3 separate regions of the Mus musculus genome follow, and regions 1 and 2 are each linked to region 3. The links are chromatin contacts, called in public Hi-C and Micro-C maps. All regions are on one chromosome and are shown on one strand. Each heading gives the region's core, a stretch centred on a gene start, on an enhancer-like site or on the middle of the called end of the contact. The rest is flanking DNA. Distances are from core to core; before and after follow the strand shown. Region 1 overlaps Arsb (arylsulfatase B). Region 2 has its middle 44 kb from the start of Lhfpl2. Region 3 overlaps Arsb (arylsulfatase B).

The links. Hi-C and Micro-C count contacts between places; a contact is called where the count stands out from the background.
Region 1: a Micro-C map of granulosa cells shows a contact between it and region 3, with 2.4 times the contacts expected there. The contact joins two enhancer-like sites. A contact is called at or near these places in 8 of 39 promoter capture datasets (the 3T3-L1 cell line, embryonic stem cells, hematopoietic stem and progenitor cells and 4 more), 5 of 484 Hi-C or Micro-C datasets (CD8 central memory T cells, granulosa cells, liver and 2 more) and 2 of 115 datasets of contacts at active chromatin or transcription factors (CD8 T cells and embryonic stem cells).
Region 2: a Hi-C map of uterus shows a contact between it and region 3, with 4 times the contacts expected there. The contact joins two enhancer-like sites. A contact is called at or near these places in 1 of 39 promoter capture datasets (stem cell-derived epiblast-like cells), 4 of 484 Hi-C or Micro-C datasets (nephron progenitors and uterus), 1 of 115 datasets of contacts at active chromatin or transcription factors (embryonic stem cells) and 2 of 9 other capture datasets (embryonic stem cells and embryonic trunk).

What each region holds. Positions count from the first base shown.
Region 1 is chr13:93,870,401-93,873,561 of GRCm38.p6, forward strand. All of the region lies in intron 5 of Arsb (arylsulfatase B), which reads left to right. Among named protein-coding and RNA genes, the nearest start is that of Mir5624, 81 kb to the left of the region's middle. Within about 2 kb of position 1,536, at least 7 of the 459 cell types and tissues checked have an H3K27ac peak or open chromatin away from gene starts, as enhancers often do. A contact at or near this core is called in granulosa cells, where this site is marked.
Region 2 is chr13:94,011,772-94,014,984 of GRCm38.p6, forward strand. No RefSeq gene overlaps it. Among named protein-coding and RNA genes, the nearest start is that of Lhfpl2, 44 kb to the right of the region's middle. Within about 2 kb of position 1,785, at least 23 of the 459 cell types and tissues checked have an H3K27ac peak or open chromatin away from gene starts, as enhancers often do. A contact at or near this core is called in uterus, where this site is marked.
Region 3 is chr13:93,937,819-93,941,327 of GRCm38.p6, forward strand. Arsb (arylsulfatase B) reads left to right here. Exons shown (of 8, transcript NM_009712.3): 7 at 1,409-1,531; 8 at 2,648-3,509. The coding sequence ends at 2,913. Among named protein-coding and RNA genes, the nearest start is that of Lhfpl2, 120 kb to the right of the region's middle. Within about 2 kb of position 1,918, at least 95 of the 459 cell types and tissues checked have an H3K27ac peak or open chromatin away from gene starts, as enhancers often do. A contact at or near this core is called in granulosa cells and uterus, where this site is marked.

The DNA of each region.
Region 1 (3,161 bases), core at 286-2,785, 68 kb before region 3:
ATATGCCTATCAGAAACATTTTTCATAAGCTTAATAATTGAAGAATATCTCAAATGATTAAAAAAAATCCTTTGTCTCATACTGTCTTCCCTCGGGTTTTAAAACTGTTATCCGTGTCTTTGCTTGTTTCATATGTTGCTATGGATCAATCTAATTTCCACCCAATTTAATTTTCTTGGCAAGGGACAGGTCCTTTCATTTGGAGGCCCAGGAGATTGTTATTGTCACTGTTGTGACAAAGACTGGTTAGTTATGTCTCAGAGGTGACCCATTCTGGGTCACAGACAAAGTAGGTTCTTTCAGTTATACATCCAGGCCTTTCATTCAAGATGTTTACAGTTGGGTTTAAACACTGTCTTCCACTATTTCATTTTCTTCTTCAGGAGCTCCAGCTGTACATTTTTGGATCTTCTGGCAGTTTTTGTCTGACCTCTTAAAAAATTATCTTCTCTTTTTATTTCTCTTCTCTCTCTGCCTTCACATACTTTGAGTTACTGTCATGTCCCTAGTTTCTGAGAGTTTTTCTTTCTGCTGCTGCTGCTGCTGCTGTTTCTTCTTTCTTTCTTTCTTTCTTTCTTTCTTTCTTTCTTTCTTTCCTTCCTTCCTTCCTTCTTTCTTCCTCAAAAAGTTGCAGATACATTTTTTAAAAGAATTATTTACTTATTTTATGTATATGAGTAGCTGTCTTCAGACACACCAGAAGAGGGCATCGGATCCCATCACCATATGGTTGCTGGGAATTGAACTCAGGACCCCTGGAAGAGCAGCCAGTGCTCTTAACCACTGAGCCATCTCTCCAGCACCTTCTTTTTTCTCTAGATAGTGCATGCACTGTGGTCCTGCTGCCTGAGACCCACTGTGTAGTTGATGCTGGGTTCAAGCAGGCTACGGTAATGCTACTTCAGCTCTGGATTATAGGACTGAGCACCATGCTAGTCTTGCTTATTGATTTCTTCATCTCATTTTCTTCCCTTAGGTCAGTACCTAAGGTCAGTACTTAGGGATTTTGAATTTCCAGTTCCTGATGTTTTTTGTGTTTAATTCTACTCAGAAGGTTGAGACTCGATACTACAGTTTTCATCTATCCACAGTTACTGAATTAATTATGTTTGCTTCATGCTGAAATACCATGTGACAGTTTTCCTCTGATTGTGTCTTTCTTTCCATAGTAGGAAAGTAGTTTCCATTTGCCAAATGTTTTGAATTCTCGTTGCTGTATCTTTTTCAATTTCCCTGGAAACTCGGGACTCTTATCTGTCGCCTTGTCCTTGTTCGGGTGTGTTTGCTTTTTTTTTCCTAGACCTGCGATAGTAGACCATCCACTGGGGTGGGATTTGGGTACTTTAATTTCTTCCTCAATTCAAAAGAAATCTCAGAGTGAAGTGTGTCGGCTCATACCTGTAGTCTCAGCCCTGTGACAGGAGACCACTGGCACGCTGAAGGCGAACTGGGCTGCAGTTTTAGAACAGCCTCAGCTGCAGAGGAGGAGCCCACTTACAAACTCCGGGAGAAAAAGAGAAGAAAATCGCCTGACTGTGGCAGAGCCAGATGGTTTCTGTGATGATGCTGCCTCCTTGCCGTGGTTTGCCCTCCCTTGAACTGCTGATGGGCTGACTGACGAGTAGCAGAACCTGTTTTCCAGCCACTTCTACCTTTGCTATCCGTCGTCTAAGAAGATACCGTTCTTCTCTCTTGGTGGCGTGGGCCATCACTGAGATCTTTGCCTACACTCTCAAGCCACCTTTCTCTCCAACTACCCAAAGGCCCCTATCCCAGCGGTGTCTGGGCAGAACCACATCCGAGCCTCTGTTCCAGCCCCTGCCATTTCTCACCCAGAGAAACACAGGTTGAACCCTAGCTTAGACTGTATCCCCCCCCAACACACACAGCAGTGTCAGCAGCCCACAGTGACAAGGAAGAAACAAGGCTTAACACCCCAGTTCTTTTTGGCATCCCAGCAGTGAGACAGAGATGCAGAAAACAGTAGCATTAATTGACTGTTTTGATTCCCTTCTATATTACCGTGTCTGTGCTCGCAGCATGCTGTACTTTAAGGGTCTTTCCCCATAGTGTAGTCTGTATCTCATTCTAGGAAGCTACATGGCACACCATCTTGCTCTTTTGCCATTTGCTGCCTGTATGGATATCAACAAGGGAGCCAATGAAAATGGACACAGAGCTACCATCTCTGAGAACAGTCAGTGGGTGATCACTGCCCGTTTTTGTCTTGTGTAGACCCTTCTTGGTGAGGCTGGAGGTAGATAAAGTGGATGCCTTTTTAAAAAACTTTCTTTGGATCAGGTTTTGATCCTTATTGTAGATCCAAAACTATGCTGTTAGTCTCGCCAGCATGGCGTTGCTAACGTCCCCTCAGGACACTGGCAGCGGGCCTCCTGCCTCCTGCCAACACTGCTGCCAGCTCTCATCTTCTGAAAATTCTTCATAGTAAAATAGAAATTGGAAGAAGGGCTTCTTATCCCCTATGGCTTGCCTTGCTACTAACCCAAGAGTCTGGCCCATTGCATTTTAGTAATCAATACGAAAAGAGTTATTAAGAGTTTTGAGATTATGATGTTTTGAGAATTACTTTTTCCTTGAGTATTCTACTTTAAAAACTTAATAAGCTCCTTAATAAAAATAAATAGTAATGCAAAATATCTCCCCATCCTCTAGCAAATAAATTCAACTTACATTTCCTTACCAGATTTTGTCTAAATTTTATAATCCCCATGCCTAACCTCTTTTCTTATGGTAATGTTTGCATGTTACAGGGATTTTCAAGGAACGTGGGTCTTACATAGAGCCAATACCCACCCACCCATCCACAAGCAGTGAATAAAATACGTCCTGTTAGTGATTTCCCCAGAGTAATAGTTTCAAATGTGTACTTTGTGGTCAGCTCTGGTTCAAATCTCATCTCCTGTGTTTATTATTCATGTGCTGACTAAAATCTCCAGGCATCAATTTCATCGTGCGCCAGACGTGACCCAGTCTGGGAATGGAGCTCAGGGGGACAGCAGTTGCCTAGCACACAGTAGGCAGTTGCCTAGCACACAGTAGGAAGGCTCTGGGTTCAATCCATAGCTCTGCAAAAATCCGGTTAGTTAAAATAATGTGTGAGCACAGCGGTACCATCTTGTTAGCACTCACAGCAGAGTCCA
Region 2 (3,213 bases), core at 535-3,034, 74 kb after region 3:
AGACCAAAGACCAAGGCTGACAGGAGTATGGTTGAAACATCCACAATTAATTGGTTTTCCTGGGGGGGGGGGACATTCCCATGCAAGTGATCAGAAACACTTTAAACATGTGACATCATCAAACCCACCCATTCTAGAAAGAGGCGTTTTCACTGACAGAAGCCTCCTGTCACCCCTGGGCTCTCCCTGTGGCAGAGGCTTTGACTGATCACGAGGACTATCAACACCAGCCTGAAAGGAGAGCAATACCCACTGAGCTTCCTGGCTACAGTTTAGAGAAAGAATCTCAAGCTCTTTTCTGGAACTTGGCAGGAAAGAGTGATACAATCACATATTCATGTTCCTCTGGGGAACAAACAGAAAACCATTTGGCCCAACAGAGATGTGCATAACTGTCCCCATGTACAATCAGATAATCCCCCCGAATGCCTTTCTCCTGTTCTAACTCAATTCGGATAACTGCATTTGTCTGTGAGAAACCCTCAGAGACAACATCCAGGCCAAATGATCTCATCCCTGGATTTTGCAAAACAATATGTGCACAAGAGCAGAATTTATATCATCCCGTGTGTCCCATTCCCACACCCAGCCCTGGGATGCTCTTCCATGGCCTGGTTTCTTTGCCACAACTGAGTCACTTCCTAGGCCTGGATCCAGGGCAGCCTGCAGACCCCTGGCCACCACTCAGTCCACATACGAAAGCAGTTCTGTTCTATTTCTAGGAACAGAGTTACAATTTTATTTTACACTTATCTCACCCATTTTGCTACCCCAGATGTTTTTTTTTTTTAGAAGAAGAAGAAGCTGTAAGCATGAACAAAAGTGATGTGTGTCTTCCCTCAAAATAATTTAAATTTTCTACCGCGCCCAACTGAGAGCAAATGAAATCGAAGGCGAAAATAATTGAAAACCCCTTGGAGACACTGGACTAGTCTTGGGAAAACTTCTGGAGCTCCGTGGACTACCCTGGGTAATTAACTGCCTTTGCATTTCTGGTGTACAATCAGGGTTCTCTAGGGGAACAGAACTTATAGAACACACACATGCATGTGCACATGCACACGCACACACATATATACATGAAGGATTTATTACAGGCTGGGGTCCAGCTAGTCCAACAATGGCTGTCTACAAATAAAAGGTCCAAGGATACAATTGTTCAGTCCATGAGGCTGGACGTCTCAGCCAATCTTCAATCAGGGCCAGAATCCTAGAGTAGGTTCTAATACCAGTGAAGGCTTGCCGTCCAGAGTGAGGGCAAGCAGGCGAATAGACCTTTTCCATGTCCTTTCTACAGGGTGCCAGCAGATGATGTGGCCCAGAATAAAGGTGGATGTTCCCATTTCAAAAGATCTGGATTAAGGGTAGATCTTCACCCCTCAAAGATCTAGATTAGAAGTGGGTCCTCCACATCAAATGATTTAATTAAGAAAAGAAAAAAAAACAACAACAACGGAAAAACGGTGTACCCAGCTATTTGGGTTTTAGTTAAATCTGGACATAGCCAAATTGACTACCAAGAAGCCTTCACACTTAAGAGTCCATCTTTCCCATCCCAGGGAGTAGAAGAAGCAGGAAACAACAAACAAAACACAAAACACAAAACAAAACACAACCAAAAAACCTCCAAATAAAACTCGGCTGGGAGGTCAGAATGTCTTTCCTGTAGCTCCCTTTATCTGCAGAGCTGATCCTATAAAAATCAGATGCCTCCCCATGCAGAGAGCTCTCCCTCAGCCACTACTGACTTTTTATGAGCTCTTTAAAGCCTGTGCTGTTTACACGGTGTTTCCTGGTCTCCTTCAGGAAGACGGATCACCAGTGTGGCTTGCACCTGGCACTTCGTCTCAACGTCCTAACTGTTTGTTGAAGAAGCCCCAGTGATTTCAACTAGAAAAAACTTTTCCTTGAGGTTTTTGTCCATTCATGTCAAAATACAGGTAAGCTGTAATACAGTTGCAAGTGGAAGTCGTGAGACCATACCGGGAGTACAAGTGGGGTCCACAAAGGGCCACACAGACCTTGCCTGCTGTGTTTTGCTCTGTGACTCAACTGAGAACTGCACAGAGAACTTGACTGCAAAGACTTATTGTGGTCTTTATATCAAGGTCCGGGCTCTGTGTTAACCAGAAAGAACTAACAATCTGTCCCCAGAGCAGGTTATTTTATAGAATGAACAACTAGAGTCTGGAAAAAATTAGCCAGTTAACGCTCACAGAATCAGCTCAATAGTTTGGTAGACATTCATTCATTCATTGTTAATTATTGTGATTAGAATCTGCCCATCGCCTGTGTGGGTTCCTACAGACAGGAGCTTGATGAGGAATTGTAGGAAGAAGGCCGTTGCTTCCTCCCCACCCACAAGCCCCCTTTCCGGGCAATCTACTCAGCTGTGTGGACGAAGATAGAAACTGTGGATCAGGACTCTGGCTTCAGAGAAGGAAAAGGCGTGGCAGACTGGCTGTAGGATTGCCAGAAATCTGTCCAGACGCTGAGAAAGGTCTTGGAAATGTGAGCAAGGAGGCCACACTGAGCCACACCTCAAGAACCCAGGTCCAAGACGAAGACTCTCAGGCGTTGGGGACTTGGAGAGGGGGTCACGATGTTACCGGGTTCCGTCTGTGTGCCATGGCCAACTCTCAGGATGGGTATTTCATGTAAAGTGCAAATGGAATATAAAAGTGTAGGTGAAATAAATAATTGTTGGAAATTAGTGCCCTCGTATTTAGATAACACTGAAAAAAACAAATGGAAGAGACAACCATGTGTACATGCTGGGGCAGTGAGCCGGCTGTCATCCTTCAGTTCCCTGGAGGAACTCTCTTCTCTGGGCAGCTCCCATCATTCAGGTGGCTGATGCACGTGTCTTAGGAGTTCTCAAAAGGTCACATGAAAATAAGTCACTGGAGACAACCAGCCACCTTCCTGGTGAGTGCACAGGGGTCCGCCCGGCCCAACAGGTTTGTGCCTCAGGCCCCGGCGGCGGGAGCCTTGGCTCCAGGACTCCGCGGAGGGCAGGCTGCACGGGTGACGGTGTGGAATACAGAGGCCAGCCATTTCTGAGACAGGCGAGAACCACAGAGCTTCTGAGGCGGCGCCATCTTCGACTCCAGACAACCGGCCACCTTCCTGGCCAAAGCAACACAGCTTCTGGGAAAGATCCTGTTTTGGGCCTTCATCTTCAGCCAGGAGGAGGTCCAAACACCAGATAAC
Region 3 (3,509 bases), core at 668-3,167:
ACTAGAGAGGTGATAATTAAGCTCAGTCTATCTGGCTCTGGCTCTGGCTCTTTTTTTTTTTAAGATTTATTAATTGTGTTTATATGAGTATATGAATACACTGTCACTGTCTTCAGACACACCAGAAGAGGACATTGGATCTCATTACAGATGGTTGCGAGCCACCATGTGGTTGCTGGGAATTGAACTCAGGACCTCTGTAAAAACAGTCAGTGCTCTTAACTGCTGAGCCATCTCTCCAGCCCTGGCTCTGGCTCTTAATGGGTTCTAAACTTGAGAGGAGGATGAATATTAATAACTGCCCCCTCAGAAACTTGATCAACTGCTATAAGACCTTAAAATGATAAATTAATATAATCCATGTGTCTTAGTTAGGCTTTCCCTTGCTGTGAAGAGACACCCCAACCAAGGCAACTGTATAAAGGAAAGCATTTCGTTGAGGCTGGCTTACAGGTTCAGAGGTTCAGTCCTTTATCATGGCAGGGAGCTTGGCAGTGTGCAGTCAGGCATGGTGTAGGAGGAGCTGAGAGTTCTACATCTTGATCCAAAAGCAGCAGGAGACTGTCTTCCTGGGCAGCCAGGAAGAGGCTCCCTAATTCCACTCTGGGGAAAGCTTGGGCATTAGGAGACGTTAAAGCCCACCCCACAGTGACACACTTCCTCCAACAAGGTCACACCTCCTGATAGTGGCAAGCATTCAAATGCTTAAGTCTCCGGAGCCCAAACCCATTCAAACCACCACTACTTTATATGCTCAAACAGTTTCTATACCCATAGTTATTCTGTTGAATAGTTAAAAACACTGCTCACTAATTTTTACATTTCATGAATGGTTTAAAAAGAAATGCATCTGTAGTTTTTTTGTACTATGCTTAACCTCTCCTAGCTTGTCAGAGACTTCAAAAAATGTGCATTTTATAATTTTATATACTATCTGCAAAGGTACAACCATTCGCAGAAAATGTATTTCACTTACACATTTAAGAGGAAAAAGAACACACATATTCTTGCACACTCATGCACACACACACACGTGCGTGCTCATGCACACACACCCATACCACACACTCATGCTTGTGCACACAACCGCTGCCCAGCTCCGTTCCTGTAGTAGACACTGCTATGCACATGGCTCTGCATGTTGGCGGGAGGCAATGATTTTAAGGATGGATTAGCCTTCTAATCTCCTTGGGATTTCCTTTATATTTGTGGTGGTTTATGACTGACATCTAATGTAACTATACTTTGTGTTTGTATTTAATAAAAGATTCGTTTCTGTGGCAGGACACACATTTGTACTCTGGTGTTGAACAAAGGCTACTGTTCTGCAAGAAGGGTATAAAATGTTGATTTATAATGACACAGGCCAATAACAGCAATCTAATTCTTCCAAACTATTTCTTCCCAGGTCCTGGCAAGAACATGACTCCAGCAAAGGACGATTCTTTTCCGTTAGAACATTCTGCCTTTAACACGTCTATCCATGCTGGGATCAGATACAAAAATTGGAAACTCCTCACGGGCCACCCAGGTAGAATGCTTCGCTCCCTTCCTGTGGCCACCAGAGTAGGGCAGTGTCCTCAGCCTGTCCTCTGGGCCTTCATTCCCTGGACTGTGTCCATAGAAAGGGAAGTCCTTATCACTGGCTACACCCTCCTCCTCCTCCTTGCCTAGCCGGCTCCTCAAGGCTCCCTGCCAACCCCTCAGTTTGCTCAGACATCTGAAATGTCAACTAGTCCTTCAGATCTTTTACAGTCCCTGCAGATCTTAAGGAAGCAGCTATCTGCTTGTGGTTTCATGGCCTTCTTTTAAGCCTCTGTCTGGTCCATATTACACAACTTCTGTTGTCTGCCTAAGTAGACTTCCCACCAAACAGAACAGTGAGAGAACGCTCACCAAAATGAGAGCTGACTCACTTTTTTTTTGTAATATATCTCTGAAGCTGCAGGGTGGGGGAGTGGCTTCCGCTGCTCATTCTGACCGTCCTCCGAGTTGATATTTGTTGTTGTTGATGATGATGATGATGTCATCTGTAGTGGGGTTAAGAGGAGAAAATCCCACTTGGGTGCTTCATAAACATATATGGATTTTTAGACATGTGTGACTGTCAAACATAGCACACCCAGCCAGCTGTAGATCTTCACCAATTCTCTGGCTGGGGAGAGTCTGCTTCCCCTCCCCCTTCCTTAGAAAGGGACAGCTTCACTGTTTTGTAAATATGGGATATTTCCACAGGCTCTGATGCAGTGTAGCAATGCTTAGTTCGTGAGTGTTCTTGGTGTTTACAATGACAGTTCATTGTTTGGGACTGTCCCATGCATTGCGAGAGATCTTAGAATTACTGTGCTGTTGCTTGATAGCAGGAGTACCCTCATTGCCCCAGCCATCGTGACAACTAACACCCCCATCCTGCTTCCACCCCACATATAGTTTTTAATGTCCCTTGTAACGCTATAGGATCCGTATCATCATGGCATGGAAATCGTATTCTGAACTCGACATCAGAAGGCACAGGTTTTTTGTTTGTTTCTTGATGTACGACCATACCCACAAAGCCAAGGAAGCCTTGTACCCAGATTCCTGAAATTAGAACCCACCAACAGTGCCCCCCACACACACACACACTAAAGTTTAATTTCTTTACCAGGCTGTGGTTACTGGTTCCCGCCTCCGTCTCAGTCCAACGTCTCTGAGATACCTCCAGTGGACCCACCAACCAAGACTCTCTGGCTTTTTGATATCAATCAGGACCCTGAAGAAAGACACGACGTGTCCCGAGAGCACCCCCACATCGTCCAGAACCTTCTTTCCCGCCTGCAGTACTACCATGAACATTCTGTGCCTTCTCACTTCCCACCCTTGGACCCCCGCTGCGATCCCAAGAGCACTGGTGTGTGGAGCCCCTGGATGTAGGGCTCTGGGGAGTAAGGGGGGCTGGAGCCCATTTCTGGGCAGGCTAGACCTCAGGCCCCTACTCCCCTGGCTTCTCTTCTTTATCATCCCCCACCCTGTCACCTGGCCCTCATGCTACATAACCCACCAAAGGAGTCCAATTTCAACCCACAGTACATTCTAAAAGCCAGTAAAATCTGGAAGGATCTTGCTGTTGGCTGGAGTTAGTGTCTGGGGCCAGGGTGGCCGGGTTCATCCTGCTTCCTAAACTACAGACGCTGGGAACTTGACATAGGAAGTTATCCCTGAGTCCTGGAGGCCAGGACAGCTGGCTCTTTTTGCTTCACAAGTCAGCTGTTAGAACTCCCTCTGCTAATAACCAGCTTTATTGGCAAGACACATTTCTTGTAACAAAGGCAGGGAGCAGATGTTGCTAGTGGTTCTGTTGGCTGTGAGTGCTCCCTGTCTGTGAGCTCTTACTCGGGCTTTCCGCACCCATGACCCTAACCCTAACCCTAACCCTAACCCTAACCCTAACCCTAACCCTAACCCTAGCCCTAGCCCTAGCCCTAGCCCTAGCCCTAACCCATCCGCTCACTCATCTTCCTGTGGAGCGC